2 separate regions of the Camelus dromedarius genome follow, and region 1 is linked to region 2. Evidence: chromatin contacts called from public Hi-C data. All regions are on one chromosome and are shown on one strand. The core of a region is the stretch at or near the end of the contact, and the rest is flanking DNA. Distances in the headings are between cores, read along the strand shown. Region 1 holds the start of LOC105092326 (cytochrome c oxidase assembly factor 1 homolog). Region 2 holds the start of STK17A (serine/threonine kinase 17a).

What was found. A called contact is a pair of places that touch in the nucleus more often than the background predicts.
Region 1: a contact with region 2 is called in a Hi-C map of blood, with 5 times the contacts expected there. The contact joins the promoter of LOC105092326 here to the promoter of STK17A in region 2. A contact is called at or near these places in 2 of 2 Hi-C or Micro-C datasets (blood and muscle).

What each region holds. Positions count from the first base shown.
Region 1 is chr7:83,243,832-83,250,900 of mCamDro1.pat, forward strand. LOC105092326 (cytochrome c oxidase assembly factor 1 homolog) reads right to left here and starts at 4,126. Exons shown (of 5, transcript XM_010983994.3): 1 at 4,062-4,126.
Region 2 is chr7:83,104,213-83,111,854 of mCamDro1.pat, forward strand. STK17A (serine/threonine kinase 17a) reads left to right here and starts at 3,459. Exons shown (of 7, transcript XM_031454626.2): 1 at 3,459-3,809. The coding sequence starts at 3,595.

The DNA of each region.
Region 1 (7,069 bases), core at 2,876-5,375, 140 kb after region 2:
GCCATGAATCATGAATGTTTCTTAATGGCATCTAGAATGGTGAATCCTTTCCAGGTTTTCAACTGACTTTGCCTAGATCCATCAGAGGAATCACCATCTATGGCAGCTATGCCCTTAGGAAATGTATTTCTTAAATAATAAGACTTAAGAGTTGAAATTACCTCTTGATCCATGGGCTGCAGAATAAATGGTGTGTTAGCAGGTTTGAAAACAACATTAATCTCTTTGTACATCTCCGTCAGAGCGCTTGGTTGACCAGGTGCATTGTCAATGAGCAATAGCATTCTGAAAGGAATCTTTTTCTGAGAAGCAGGTCTCAACAGTGGGCTTTCAATAGTCAGTAAAGTATATTGTAAACAGGTATGATGTCATCCAGGCTTTGATCCATCTAAAGAGCACAGGCAGAGCAGATACTTCTTAAGGGCCCTGGGATTTTCGCAATGGTAAATGAGAATTGACTTTAATTGAAACTCATCAGCTGCCTTAGCCCCTAACAAGAGAGTCAGCCTGTCCTTTGAAGCCAGGCATTGACTTCTCTAGGGAAGTCCTAGATGGCATCTTCTTTCAACAGAAGGCTATTTCATCTACATTAACTACCTCATTAATTCTCTGCGCTGGATCTTCCGGAGAACTTGCTGTAGCTTCTTGTAGAACTTGCTACACCTTGCACTTTTATGTTACAGAGATGGCTTCTTTCCTTAAACCTCATCAATCAATCTCTGCTGGCTTCAAACTTTTCCTCTGCAACTTCCTCACCTCTCTCGACTTTCACAGAACCGAAGACAGTGAAGGCCTTGTTCTGGATTAGGCTTTGGCCTAAGGGAGTGTTGTGGCTGGTTGATCTTCTAGCCAGGCCACTAACACTTCCTCCGTATCAACAATAAGGCTGTTTCGCTTTCTTTTCCTTTGTATGTTCACTGGAGTGGCACTTTTAATCTCCTCCTAGAACTTCGCTTTTGCATTTGCAACTTGGCTAACTATTCCGGTGCAGGAAGCCTAGCTTTCAGCTTATCTTGGCTTTTGACATCCCTTCCTCACCAAGCTTGTCTTTTCTAGCTTTTGACTTAAAGTGAGAGAAATGCAACACTTAGTCTCACCTAACACCTGAAGGCCATTGTAGGGTTATTAATGAGCCTAGTTTCAATATCTTTGTGTCTCAGGCACTAGGGAGGCCCAAGGAGACGGAGAGAAATGGGGTTGGTGGCACAGTCAGAACACACACGTTCATCAATTAAGTTCACCGTCTTATATGGGCCCAGTTAAGGGCATCCCAAAACAATTACAATGGTAACATCAAGAATCACTGATGACAAATCACCATAACAAATATAATCATGAAAAGTCTGAAATACCGTGAGAATTACTGCAATGGGACACAGAGACATGAAGTGAGCCAACACTGTTGGAAAAATGACAGACTTGCTCCATGCAAGTTTGCCACGGACCTTCAATTTGTGAAATACACAGAAGCTATGAAGGACAATACAATGAAGTCCTGCCCATAAAGTTAAATACAGTACCAGGGACGCAGATGTCACACTAACAGGGGAACTACTGTGTCAGTTTCCGTAATTCCCATCATTTAAGAACAGCCATCCCAAACCGCCACCCAGAAGCCCTTTAAAGGAAGACTGGCAATCCTGACTACACAAAAATGTAAATTAAAGCGTTAGTATATTTAAAGATATAAAACAAAGTTAACAGGCAAACAGACTGATAATAAATCAATACCTCTATACAAAGAAGTCCTACAAATCAATAAGAAAAAGACAAAAACTCAATAGGGAATGGAAAAATCAGATAAACTGTTTCCCCGTGCTTTACATCTCAAATCTTAAAGTGCTACTCACAGGGTTTTCACATCATTTTTCCTAGGCCTAGTCTTTCACACGTGGAAGTTGTTCAACTCACTCTGAATTACTCCCACAGATCCATAACATGGTCTTCAGGAAGAGCAAAAATTAACCTCATGTGCTTTTCATTTAAAGGAACGACAGAATAATCTACAAGATTGTCATATATCTGATAAGCGACTTGTATCTAGAATATAGAAAGAACTCTTACAACTCAATGATAAAGAGCAAATATCCTCATTTTTAAATGGGCGAAGGATATGAACAGACGTTTCTCCAAAGAAAATATACAAATGGCCACCAGCACATGAAAACATGCTCAACGTCAATAGTCATCAGGGAAATACATATCAAAACCACAATGAGATACCACTTCATACCCACCAGGATAGCTAAAATTAAAAAAAAAAAAAAAAAAAAAAACAGAAAATGGCAAGTGTTGACAAAAATGTGAAGAAATCAGAACCTGCATACACTGTTTATAGGAATAGAAAATGGTGAAGCTGCTTTAAGGAAACAGTCAGGCAGTTTCTCAAAATGTTAAATGTAGAGTTAGCATATGATCCAGCAATTCTACTCTTAGGTATATAACCAAGAGGCATGAAATCATAATGTTCACACAAAAACTTGTACACGAATGCTCACAGCAGCGTTATTCGTAACAGCCACACAACCCAAAATGTCCATCAACTGACCAACGGATAAATAAATAGTGGTCTGGCCATACTACAAAATAAAAAGCTATAAAAAGAAGTGAAGTACTGATACATGCTACACAGATGAACAAGAATGTTCAGTGAAAGAAGACAAGAAAGACCCCACAGTTTATTATTTCCTGTACATGAATAGTCCAGAGTAGGCAAATATATAAACAGTAGATTAGTAATTGCTTAGGGCTAGGAGTAGGGTGAGGGGAGGAAATCAGGAGAGACTGTTAATTGGTTCAGGGCTTCTTTTGGGGGTGATGAAAACTGTGGTGTGGGTTGTACAACTCTATAAATGCACTAAAAACCAATGTATATTTTAAAACTCCATGGTATGTGACTATATCTCAATTAAGCTGTTATTTTTCAAAAGGACTGGAGGGGTTTTTTTCCTCCCATTATATCGCCAGCTCCTAAAACAGTTCCTAGCAATATCAGGAATTCAATAAATTCTAATTGAATGGAGAAGTAACTTTCTAAACGTGGGTAAACCATTTACAAAACTCTGTCATATCCAGAGATGAAATTACTGCAGGTTGGCATGAGGAGGGCATACGAGTGTTTATAGGTGTGTTTTCCATAAAAGGAACAAAAAATTCAGCAGAAGCAAGAAGGAGGCAGTCTAAGGGATTTGTATTATCCTGCATCAATGGAAAGGTCTGTAACATTAGGTTTTAACACAGTCAGATCTGGCGGGGGGGGGGGGGTGTATGTGGAGGGAGGAAGGTAGTTTTGGGGTTTTTAATGGAGGTACTGGGGATTGAACCCAGGACCTCATGCACGCTAAGCATGCGCTCTACCACTGAGCTATACCTTACCCCCTAGATCTGTGTTTTAAATGTGTAAAGTCTAAGTAGAGAGTTGCTACTTCTATCCAAAGGTGAAGCAGGGCAAGACTCCTCAGGCAAGAATGGAGAGTTGGGAAAATACAGCAGAATCAAGTATCAAATTATAAGCCTATTTACGGATTTTTTAAATTACACAAAGCCCTCCTCTCACAGACACACACACACAGGTTGGTTGATTGACAGACATTCACACAGACATATACAAACACCTGAAAATCAGTTACACTGACAATCACTTCTGTAGTCAGCCCTGGGAAAGGAGCTCAAATGTGACGGGTACATAAACTACTGTGACCAATAAGCCAGAAAATTCTTTTCTACACTCATCAGGGCAGGGTCCTCCTCAGCCTGTGGGGACCACCGAGAAAGTGCCCAGTTCCACCTCTTCACAAATGTGCCCCTGGGACGCTCGGCAAGGACCACAGGCAAGGCCACTCCGTTAGCTACCCGGGAGGGGGCACCTGGTAGCACCCCGAGGGCTGAGCCCACCACGGGACCCCAGGCGCCACACAAGCAGCCGAGGGCCGGTAGGTGGCCCCTGAGGGAACTCCCCTCGCAGCAGCCCACCTGGCCCGCAAACGCGGCCTCCGGGACTGCGGCAACAAACGCACCCGCGGCAGCAGAGACCCTACTCTTTCTCCCGCGGGGCCCCTAACCTGTCAGGCGTAGACGCACCACGCCGGGGAGCGCGCGCGGTTCCTTCCGGACGCGGGGCGTGGGGAGCGGGTGGGCGGGACGCCGGCGGGAGGACACGCCCCGCGGGGAGCAGTCGAGACTTCCGGCGTCTCCTCCTCGCGCGGCTAGAGCGTCGGCACGCGCGAGCCGCCGGCTGAATGCGGCCCCGCGGCGCCCCAGAGGCTGATCCTGTGGAAGTTTCTTGCGCAAGCGGACTTCGCCGAACCTCCTACCCGCGCCGGGAGACGATTTATCTCCTTAAATCCCCGCTTGTTTTCTGCGCCCCGTTGGCCCCCTGTGCACATTCAGTCCCGCAGCGGTTGCCGAGGAAATTTAAACCAGTGGTTCGTTTTGCTCCTGGCCTGGCGCTTGGGCTCACCTCCGAGCATGCAAAACCACGGGCCATCTGAGCCCCGTCTGACACTGAAGTCCAACTTGCCTTCCTCGGCTGAGAAATTTGACAACACTAACTTTTGTTACTCACTAAATATTTATTAAATGCTTACTGTGCTTCAGGGAATGTAGTGCTAAGAAAGCCTGTAGTGGTCTCTGTTCTCAAGCAGTTAAGTAGTAAAATGGATAATAGTATTTACTTTATAGATTTATTGTGAGGATGTAAAGCACTCCGAATAATCTGGCACTTTGTAAGTGCTCAATAAACGCCAGTTATTATTTTCATCTTGATCATTCCGTTGCCCTCATTGCTACTGTTAACGTCATCTTTTACTTTTTTAATGTTATGTTTGAAGTCCAGGTGTTACCGACGCAGGCTCCTGGACTCTTTAATCAATAGAAATTGGTGGAGGCCAGAGGAGAATCCCAGGCAAGGCTTTCTTGAGGGTTGTGCTACAGCAGGAGGGAGTGAAAACAAGAAACAGTTGCCGCTGAAGGCAACTGCTTTGGCCCTTAAATGGAGTTAAAAATGGGGGTGGGTCCTTAGCTTAGGTGGTCTGCCCACCACCTTTGTGGTGCCATGTGCAGGGGTCATGTACCCTGTTTCTGCTCATGGCACCTTGGAAGTGGCAGTTGGTTTGTAGCCTTTTTGTACCTTATTGTTCATAATTGCCCCAAGTGCAAATGTGTGCAGTTATTCTTAGTCCCTTACAGTTTCTTTGTATTCTGTTGCTCAAGAACATGAGATGTGTGTCCAGGTGCAAGCACTCCAGTAAAGGGTTCCGGGTCCCAGCCTACCTCACAAGTACCTTTCTTCCACAAAGCAATGAGTCTTCACAATGGGTGGGTCACCTAAATTTGATAGGTTCTATTATCAGACTAATCAAGTTTAGTCTAAGGCAGTGGTCTTCAAAACCATCACACATCTCCCATCAGAAAAGAAAATTAGATTATGTATGTGTACTATGTATGGTATTGATACATACACATACTATAAAACTTTCACAAGAAATAAAACTTTCAAAAAGTGAGATAAAAAATATTAATACTTCTGTTTTCTTCCCATAAAACAGACAGGTTCCCATACATACATCCCATGTCTTTGATGCCCACTGGCTAAATGAGCGCATTATCAAAGCAGCCTGTTATTAGATTATGAATCCCCAGAATAGATCTTTTGTGAGGAATTAATAGAAACTAATCAGATTTTGAGGTGCTTGAACTATAAGGGCTATTTGAATGGTTTCATACATCAGAGGAAATGAAGAAATAAAATATGCATCCATCAAGTAATCACTGACTATTGACTTGTTAAACATCCAAAGAAGATTGCAATGCCCCATTTCAGGCTTGGAACAAATCAACTAACAAAACACTTTGAGGTTTTAGATAGACAGATAGACAGACAGACAGACAGACAGGTGAATTTTATACAATGTTCATGAAAATAAACCCTGAATCAATTAATTCTCTTGCCATACCAGAAAGAGAAATGTGTTGATTTAATCTGTGAATAAGAAAGCGTAAAATAGGCTTCTCTGATCATTTGCTTAAAAATTCAGAATTTATGTTTCTAGGTCTGGACTGACATCATCTGCTAAACTTTTGATATTAACTTTATTATGGTTTTAAAAAATACCCTATAGTGAATAATATTGGTAGATATCTACCAGATATTTGTTGCTCTCTTACTCCTTTGTAACAAAATCTCTATTTTGTTCAGATAGCCCCCTGTTCCCAGCACTAGAAAATGGTACTGACCACATCTAAACCAATTGCCTACAGAATTCCTCCAGGAATGGTTATTGATCAAGGGATGAACAAGTGACACAAGTTGGCGCAATCAGACTGAAGGGAAAGGACTTTCATGTCGTGCTTAGAGGAAAGTTTCTAACACATCCTCCTCTCAGCATGGACGTTTGCCAACCCCTAGAGAATAAAGCTGATGCTGAAGACAGCTTCATCAAGTGATACAAACATTATTCCAAACCCAGAACTCATCCCCTTTTCTGAACTTCTTGTAGCAATATCTCATGCATTTTTCTTATTTTCTGATAAGACAGTATGAAAATTAAATGAATTTAAATGGTGGTGGTAATGTTGTAAGTGCTCGAAAATGTTAGTTACATTATTATCATTAAGTCAACTTGAGACAAGGATTCTATTTCTTACAGTCAAATGTATCCCATCTGATACGTATGTCTGTCTTTCCTATATATTTAAGGAAGGGATCTGTTTTGCTGCCTCCTAACTTCTAAGGAGCCGGGGCAAGGGTAGACGATGGAGAGAGGTGAGGGGTTGACTATAATGCTTTCCATGAAGAGTATTATTAATTGCTGAAATGGTCACTTTGAGAAATGCACTCAGTAGCAGCAGGGTCCAATCCAGCATATCCAGTCTATCTTTCAGCAGCAGCCTAGAATTATCAAATCTGAATGGAGATACTATACATGGTCGTTATTTATACATGTGGAAGTATTGTTTTCTGCATATTAATATTTTTCTACCTTATTAAGTTACCTTATTGTTTGCAAGTGATTCTTTTATTTTCTAGGATTACAGCCATATTGAAATAGTGATAGTTTTACCTAATCAT
Region 2 (7,642 bases), core at 2,209-4,708:
GGTATTTAAAAAATAACCAAAGTTTGGACATACTACAAGCTTCAACATGAAGAGAATGAAGGAGTGACTTAAACCCCCATCAGTAAATGGAGAGATAGGAAGCAGCTGGGTAGGTGTGAGATGTGTTTAAAATAACCACAGTGCATGCCTGGATGGCTGGACTATGGAATACTTATTTTAAGAACAAAGCTTAAATTTGCTTCACTTCATTTAATTATAGAAGTAATATATAATCATTTAAGGACATTTGGAAAGTACAAAACATAAAAGAAAATTACTCAACAAGAGTCACATCTCTCAAAAAGAGTCACTAACAATGTCCTAATGCCATGTCATCTCTTTACAATGCACTTAAAAATATATACTATACAATAGAAACAATTTTGAATCATTCTTTTTTATAGCTATCCTTGCAAAACAAATACAGTGCAGTGTTATTAAATCCCTGAAGAAGTGTTGCAAAATAACCTATCCAGTAAATATAGCGTAATTCATTTAATTATTTCCTTACTGAGAGACATTTAGAGTGTTGCATAGTCAAAACAACCACTTTCATTCATCAGTACTTCTGAAGTTTCACTTACACACACTGAGGATACAGAATTAAATGGTCTCTGTCCTCTCTAACCAGGAAAATAGAAAATTGTACATTCTGAAGGCAATTTGATAAAGGTAAGTTCAGGCCCATATGGAAACAAGCAGGAAGGCGAGATTCTATCTTAATCTGGTAGAATCAGGTTAGATGTCCTATAGAAAGTGGCATCTGAGTTCTTGGGAAAGTGCAGAAAAATACAGATTAGAACCAAAAAAAGAAATGAAAAGCCCTTACTTGTTTATTTGCTAATTAGGGGCATTGAATTACCATTATCGCTAATGAGGGGCATTGATTTACCTTAAAATCTTTTGGTAATTTTACTGGCAAAAATGGAACCCCTCTGGTTAATTTATACTTCTTTGATTTCTAGTGAATGTGAATATTTGACGTGAGTTTAATAATATTGATCCCTTTAAAAATTATTTTTTATTTTCTTTGCCCTTTTTCTAATATAGTTTTATCATACTGTTTAATAATTTGTAGGTTCTTTATATATTTAGGATATAATTTTTGTTTATAATGCTTTTTGTCTTTTCATTTTGTATATAACATTTTTAATATATAAGAATTTTTCATGTTTAGGTAGTCAAATAATTTCTTTGGAGATTTTTTTCCCACTGCTTTCCTGTTTAGAAATTATTTCTCCTTTAGAAATCAGCTAATTATTAGAAATCAGATATTATAGTCTTTTTTTGCATTTAATTAATTTATTTTATATTTAATTTAATAAATGATTTAGAAGATTTGGGACTTATTGTAGTTTCATATATAGTAACTATTTCAGAACTATGCATTCTGTTACATTAGTGTTTGTTAGAACAATTCTCTATTTATAGATTTTGTTTTCCAAAATTTTCCTAGCTATTCTCATTTGAACATTCTTCATGATGAACTTTGGAATAATTTTAATAAATTCTCAAATAAATCATTTACTAGAGTTTATTATTATTTATTAGACTTTTATGACATATATTAGATTTATTCAAATTTTGTTAAATATATTGATTGTATGTAAACTGTTATAAAACCCATCTATTCAGTCAAATTTTTAGTTTGCGGAGTTGTTTTTCCCAGTTCTGAACATTCCATTTTATTCTGTGGAGTTCTCAGTTCTATGCTGAAATTCTCTCCCGTGTCATTTAATTTATTGTAGATATTAAACAGAATTATTTAAAAATCTGTTTTTAAATTCAGTATCTAGGTCTCCTGCTTTCTTGTTTCAGTTTTCTGTCTTTTTCTCTTACTTTTTAAGACAATTCTTTTTGTGATCAATTTAAGATAATCCCCCGTTTTAACTTAAGTGTCAGACATTGTGTATGAAATACACAGATAACGTGTGGCTCTGACGATGGCGTTTTCCTCTAGAGGGGATTTACGGCTGCATTCTGAAGCTGTTCTTCAGTCTTTGTGAGGGCTGATCTATTTCCCTTTTACTGATGCTCCTAGGATGTAGCACTTCATAGGGTACCAACTGCAGGTCTACAGTGTTTAACCAGTTCCTCCTCCTTAATAGGTCCTAAACTCCAATTTTGTGTCTCCCCACGCCCAAGAGATGCCTGAAGCCCCGCTTATTTTCTCACCCTTTCAGTCACTGCTTTGAATCCTCAGATGCCTCATGGGAAAGTCCTTTCCAGGGCTGTCCTTTCCAGGATCTTTGTCATCCAAATTCTTGCTGCTTTTGAAGCTCTCTGATGTTTCAAGCCAAGAATTGTTCGTTTTTAATTTTTGTCTGATTTTTCTCAGTGAGAGTACTGATTACAAGTAAAGTCGTTCAGCATCACCAAAAGCAAAATTTTTCTTGGAACACTGAGAAGAGCAGTGACATGATCTGATTTCTATTTCAAAAAGATCTCTCTGACTGCCTTGAAAATAAACTATGTACAACTGGGGAGGAAGAAGGATGGAAGCAGGTAATCCAGATAGTAAACTAGCACAGTAACCTAGACAAGAGATAATGCTGAATGTGGTTGTGGATGGAGAGAAGTGATCAGACTCTGCACATTTTCTGAAGGTAAAGCCAAGAGGATTTGCCTACAGAATGGATGAGGGGTATGACAGAAAGAGAGGCATCAGTATGGACCCCACAGTTTCTGGCCTGAATCACTGTCAGGACGGAGCCACCCTTTACTGAGAGGGAGAAACTGGGCAGGAGTGCACTTGTGAAGGATAATCAGGAACTGACTTTTGTTCATTCTCTTTGACATCAACTGGTGATACCAAGTGTACACTTGAATATGTGAGTCTGAAGTCCAGAAAAAGTTGGAAGCTGGAGATACAAATTTTGTAGTCATGAGGGTACGGATGTAATTAAAGGCACAAGACGGTTGAGAGCACCTTGAAAATGAACTATAGGGAAGACTACTGGCAGTATAATACGGACTATTTCATAGGGCTGGTGTGAGGACGTGAAAATATTTCTCCAACTCTTGCCTCCACATCCTCCGCTCAATGTAGGAAGGAACCAGCTGCCCGGGGCAACTTCCGCCCTCCCTGATCTGAGTCTCATCGGCCCTCCTAACCCGCCCAAGGGGGGGTGTCGTTTGGCTCTGGCTGGCGGCGCCGTTCGTTAACCGAGGGCTCAGGCTGTGGAACTCAGATGCTCAGCAGGTGTGTAACTGGCTGACGCAGCGGGTCCTCCAGCCGGAAGGGTGGTGCTGTTGGTCGCCTCCAGGCTGCCCGGGCCGCCCGGCAGGCTGCACCTTCCCTCCCTCGGCTGCAGAGGGCGCGCGCGAGGCACGCGGCGCTTGGGACCAGTGGGAGTACGACGAGGGGCGGGGATAGGGGCGGGGTCAAACGGGGGCGGGGCGAGGTCGAACGCGGGGCGGGGCCGGGCGGGGCGGGGCGGGGCGCCCGGGAGCCAGCCGGCCGCAGTCGGAGCGCGGCGCGGGAGAGAACGGCTGGCCGTTTCCAACCGGCTCGAGGCAGCTGGAGGCGGGGCCGTTACCCGCTCGCAGCCCGGAGAGAGCCGGGCGGCCGGAAAGAAAGCGCGCCCTAGCGCCATGATTCCTCTGGAGAAGCCGGGCAGCGGCGACTCCTCCCCGGCCGCCGCCGCCGCCGCCGCCGGCTCGGGCCGGGCGGGCCGGGGTCTGAGCACGCCGCGCCGGCCGCCGCCCCAGCCCCAGGCCCGCGGGCTGCTGACGGAGATCCGCACCGCGGTGCGCACCGAGCCCTTCCAGGACGGCTACCGCCTGAGCCCGGGCCGGGAGCTGGGCAGGTGAGGCGGGCGGGGGCCGGGCGGGCGCCGATAAGTGCGGGCGGCGGAGCGGGCGGCGCGGGCCCGATAGCGCGCGCGGGGGCCGGGCGCAAACTTGGGTGCAGGCGGCGATTAGGGCGGCGGAGCCCTCCCCGCCCCCGGCCGGCCACGCGTCCGCGCGCGGCGTCCCCGAGCGTGTGCTGTGCACCCGGTCGCGGCCGGGAGGCAGCCTGCCCCCTTCGTCTCCCCCGAGCCTGCGGCCTCTGCGGTCCTTTGCGCGGTCGCTTAGCCAGAGCCGGCGTGGGAACTGCGCTGCGCGCTTTTCCCGCGGAGGCGAGTTTGACGCCAGACGCGAGGCTTAGAGCCAGCTCTGGTTTTGCCGTCGGGCTCTTGTGGGTTTCTGCTTCTCCTTCCGTCGCCGTGACAGAGGGGAGCAGAGCCCCGAGCGCGACCGCTTCCTGTGCACCCTCGCCCTGGCAGCTTCGGTCAGCCGCCTTCTGCTGACTTAGTTTTCAGTTTATTGGGTTTGTGCTGTTTTCGTCCTGAAAAGGCTTAGGTCCCTATGCCTGCAAGTTCAGATTGGTTTCACTCGGGTCTGGGCCCTTGTCTGAATTTCTGTGCTGTGAGCCGGCCCCTGCCTTCCCTTACCCGCCCCAACTCCTGCTTTGTAGGGTTGTCTTGAAGGCTGTTTGGATACCTGACATCTTGTACGTTGCAGAGCCGTCATACAGTGATAGATGTTTGAGGATGAGTACAGTTTGGAGAAATTGTCGACAGCACTGGCTTTGCGGTCACACCCGAGCTCACATCCTCGCTCTGCTTGCCTTTGAGTGGTGACTTCGACTCCGCAGCCTTCCGTTTCTAACCCGTAAAATTAGCATAGCGACAGGACCTATCTCACGGGGGTGTTGTAAAGAGTGGTTGCAAAGCGTAAGCCACTGGCCCTGACACGCCGTTTATCCCGGTTGCAAAATAACACCATGTGGTCGTGGGGAAAGTTATGACAGTTATGCAGCCTTCATTGGGGTCTTGGAAAAAGAGGGGCTGGTAATATTGGTTAGAAACAATGTTAAAAAAAAAAAGCTGCCTCATAAGTATTAAGGTACCTTTAGAATTAGTTCTTTTGGCAGGGGAACCTACCTTAAAAAGTGACTTTCCCAGATCTAAAAGGAAAACACCTTTTAGGAACAAGATTCACTTCACTCTGCTGGCACTAATTAACTGGATCTCTGGACACTTACGTATGACAGCAGAAGACATAGCTATTAACTCATCTAGGTATTCTAATTGGTCAAAATTCCAGGCATTCTGAAGTAACCCTGATGTCTTGAAAAAGGAAAGCTGGGACTTTCCATTGTTTGGTTGAGTTGTCCGGCTTCATTCCACAAAACGAAGACATACTACAAAACAGAAGTGTCATCAGATGGCAAGCAGTGTCTTGTAGACTTCATAACAGGTGACTTAATCTAAAAAAATGGATTTGCACCTTACCAGGTGTTGCGATAATTCCTCCAGGAATGTTTCGTTCAACTCTTGTTTCAACTTCTGTTATAAAACTTGCTTGCCTGTAAAATGTGTGTTTAAGTTGTCATCTACATATCTTATAAAAAATTTCTTTACAGAAGTAATAACTCCTGATTCAACAGAACAATGCAGTTAAATAGATGCTTGATATAAGAGCCTAAAACTGAAAAAAAGGAAAATGAATGTATTCGTTTCTTTTAGGTTCCCTTTTTCTTCGTGGAGAAATGTGATGCGGTGGTTAAGAACATAGACTTTGGAGTCAGACAGTCTGTGATTAAGTCTTGGCTTCTTACTTAATAGTTATGTGTACTTGAGTAAGTTATCTAACCATTGATGACCTCTTAGGGTTGAGGGAATTAAATAAAACACATCTTTGCGTTAAGGCTGTGCTCAGCTTAGGGGGCGCCCTCAAAAAACGTAATTCATTGTGTAGCTCAGTGAGTGGTATTTTACATGTACCCCAAAAGCAAAAATAAGAAAACCTGCCCAACCTCCAAATATGCTTCTGTGTGTTGCAAAAGTAATAAAACCTCATTGCAAAAAGACTCAGAAACTGTTCAACAGTCTCAGGAAGTTAGAGTTCTGTTTTGTGTTAGAAGCGGTCTTTGTTTATTAAGGTTATAAATGTTGCCTGTATATTGTGGTTTTGACATAATGAAGTGTGTTTATGCATAATCCTTTCTGGAGTAAGGTGGAAAAGTTGCCTTTTTTTTCCAGCTGTTAACTCGGGTTACATTTCTGATAGAACTAATTGGGCTCATGCTGATACAGACTGAAATTTACCTGTGCTGTATTTTAATGATGTGGTGTGAAAAACCAGATCTATTCATTTTGTTCCGTGGCCTTTCTTTTAGTTAAAAATGCTGAAGTGTAAAGAGCTAACTGTTCAAACACAGAAATTGAATTCTGTCAGGAGTTAACCGTTATTTTAATCTTACAGAAATATAAAGCTTTCAGAGAAATGATTGTTTGGAGAAAACATTGTAAATGGTCAACATTGATTCCATAGTAATGAGAGGATGTGATATTAATTATTTTAAGAAATGTCACGTTCTTTCATGTTGCCAGCAGAGTCCCTCGCAACCTAAATGTGGGTAAATACGTGATGTAAAATTTTCTTTTGTTGCTTGAAGCTTGCCTTGTTACTCCTGAAGCTTGTTACCTTTCGAGGCAGGATGTGTGCCAGTGTGAACCACGTTCACGATTCGAGGTGCAGGAGACATGACCTTGGCTTCTGAGAATCGTTTTCATAGTGGGTACTTCCCTTGAGTTTTTGTCGCTAGTATAGGAACAAAAAAATGTTTCTGGGAATTTTAAATTATTCTAATTTCACATCAGGTGATTTGCCTCGTCCTCAAACTCTAACAGTGTTTGATATATTCATAAATTTTATCTTGAAAGAAAAAAAGATTTTTTTTTAAAGCCAAAAGAGCATCTTTATATGTATATGTATGTGTATGTGTGTGTGTGTGTGTGTGTGTGTGTATATATAGTTACATACTCAGTTGGATTTTCCTACAGAAGAAAGATACAAATATGAGTTCTCTGCTGGAGCAAGTACTTCATAAATGTCTGGGGCTTTACAGTTTTACAGGTGCTTTCACGTGTGTTATTACCTCATTTAATTCACATCACAAGCATGCTTGGAAAGTCCCCCTTTGCAGATGAGAAAATCAGGACACAGATAGAGTCTTGTGAGAGACAGCTGAGCTGGGACTCTGAAATCGCTTCCATCACGCCACAGATATTTCTCAAAGCGTACTCTGCCGTCTTGTCTTGTGACCGAAGCAACTTCCCGTAGTTTTTAGGAGAAGACAGGTTGATGCGTTCCAGCATGGAACAGACCCTGCCAGGCTCCAGTGTCACAGAGTTCCCTCCCCAGCTGTGTCACCCACCCTGGTCCTTGGACTCTTTAATCAGTAAAAAAATTGATAAGAGGCCAGACGAGAGTTCCAGGGACCCGTGCTGCAGCGTAAGGGAGGGAAAACAAGTGACAGGTGCCCTTGCTGCTCAGGGAAGAGAGAGGGCTGGTCTGGTAAATGGGGCGAGGGGAGAGGCGGATGGGTGGATCTGGCCAGAGGGGCGGCTTAAGTGGTCTGCCCACCTCCTTGGTGGTGCTGTGTGCAGGGATAGCCTGCTTTTTGCTCCCAGCACCTCAGGAATGGCAGTTGATTTGTGGCCTTTTTGTATCTTACTGTTCCTAATTGCCCCAACTGCGCCTGCACGTGGTTATTTTTAGTCCCTTAGGGTTTCTTTGTATTCACTTGCTTGAGGAGTCATTCATCCGGGTGCAAGCACTCCGCTAAATGGTCGCAGGTCCCAGCCTGTGT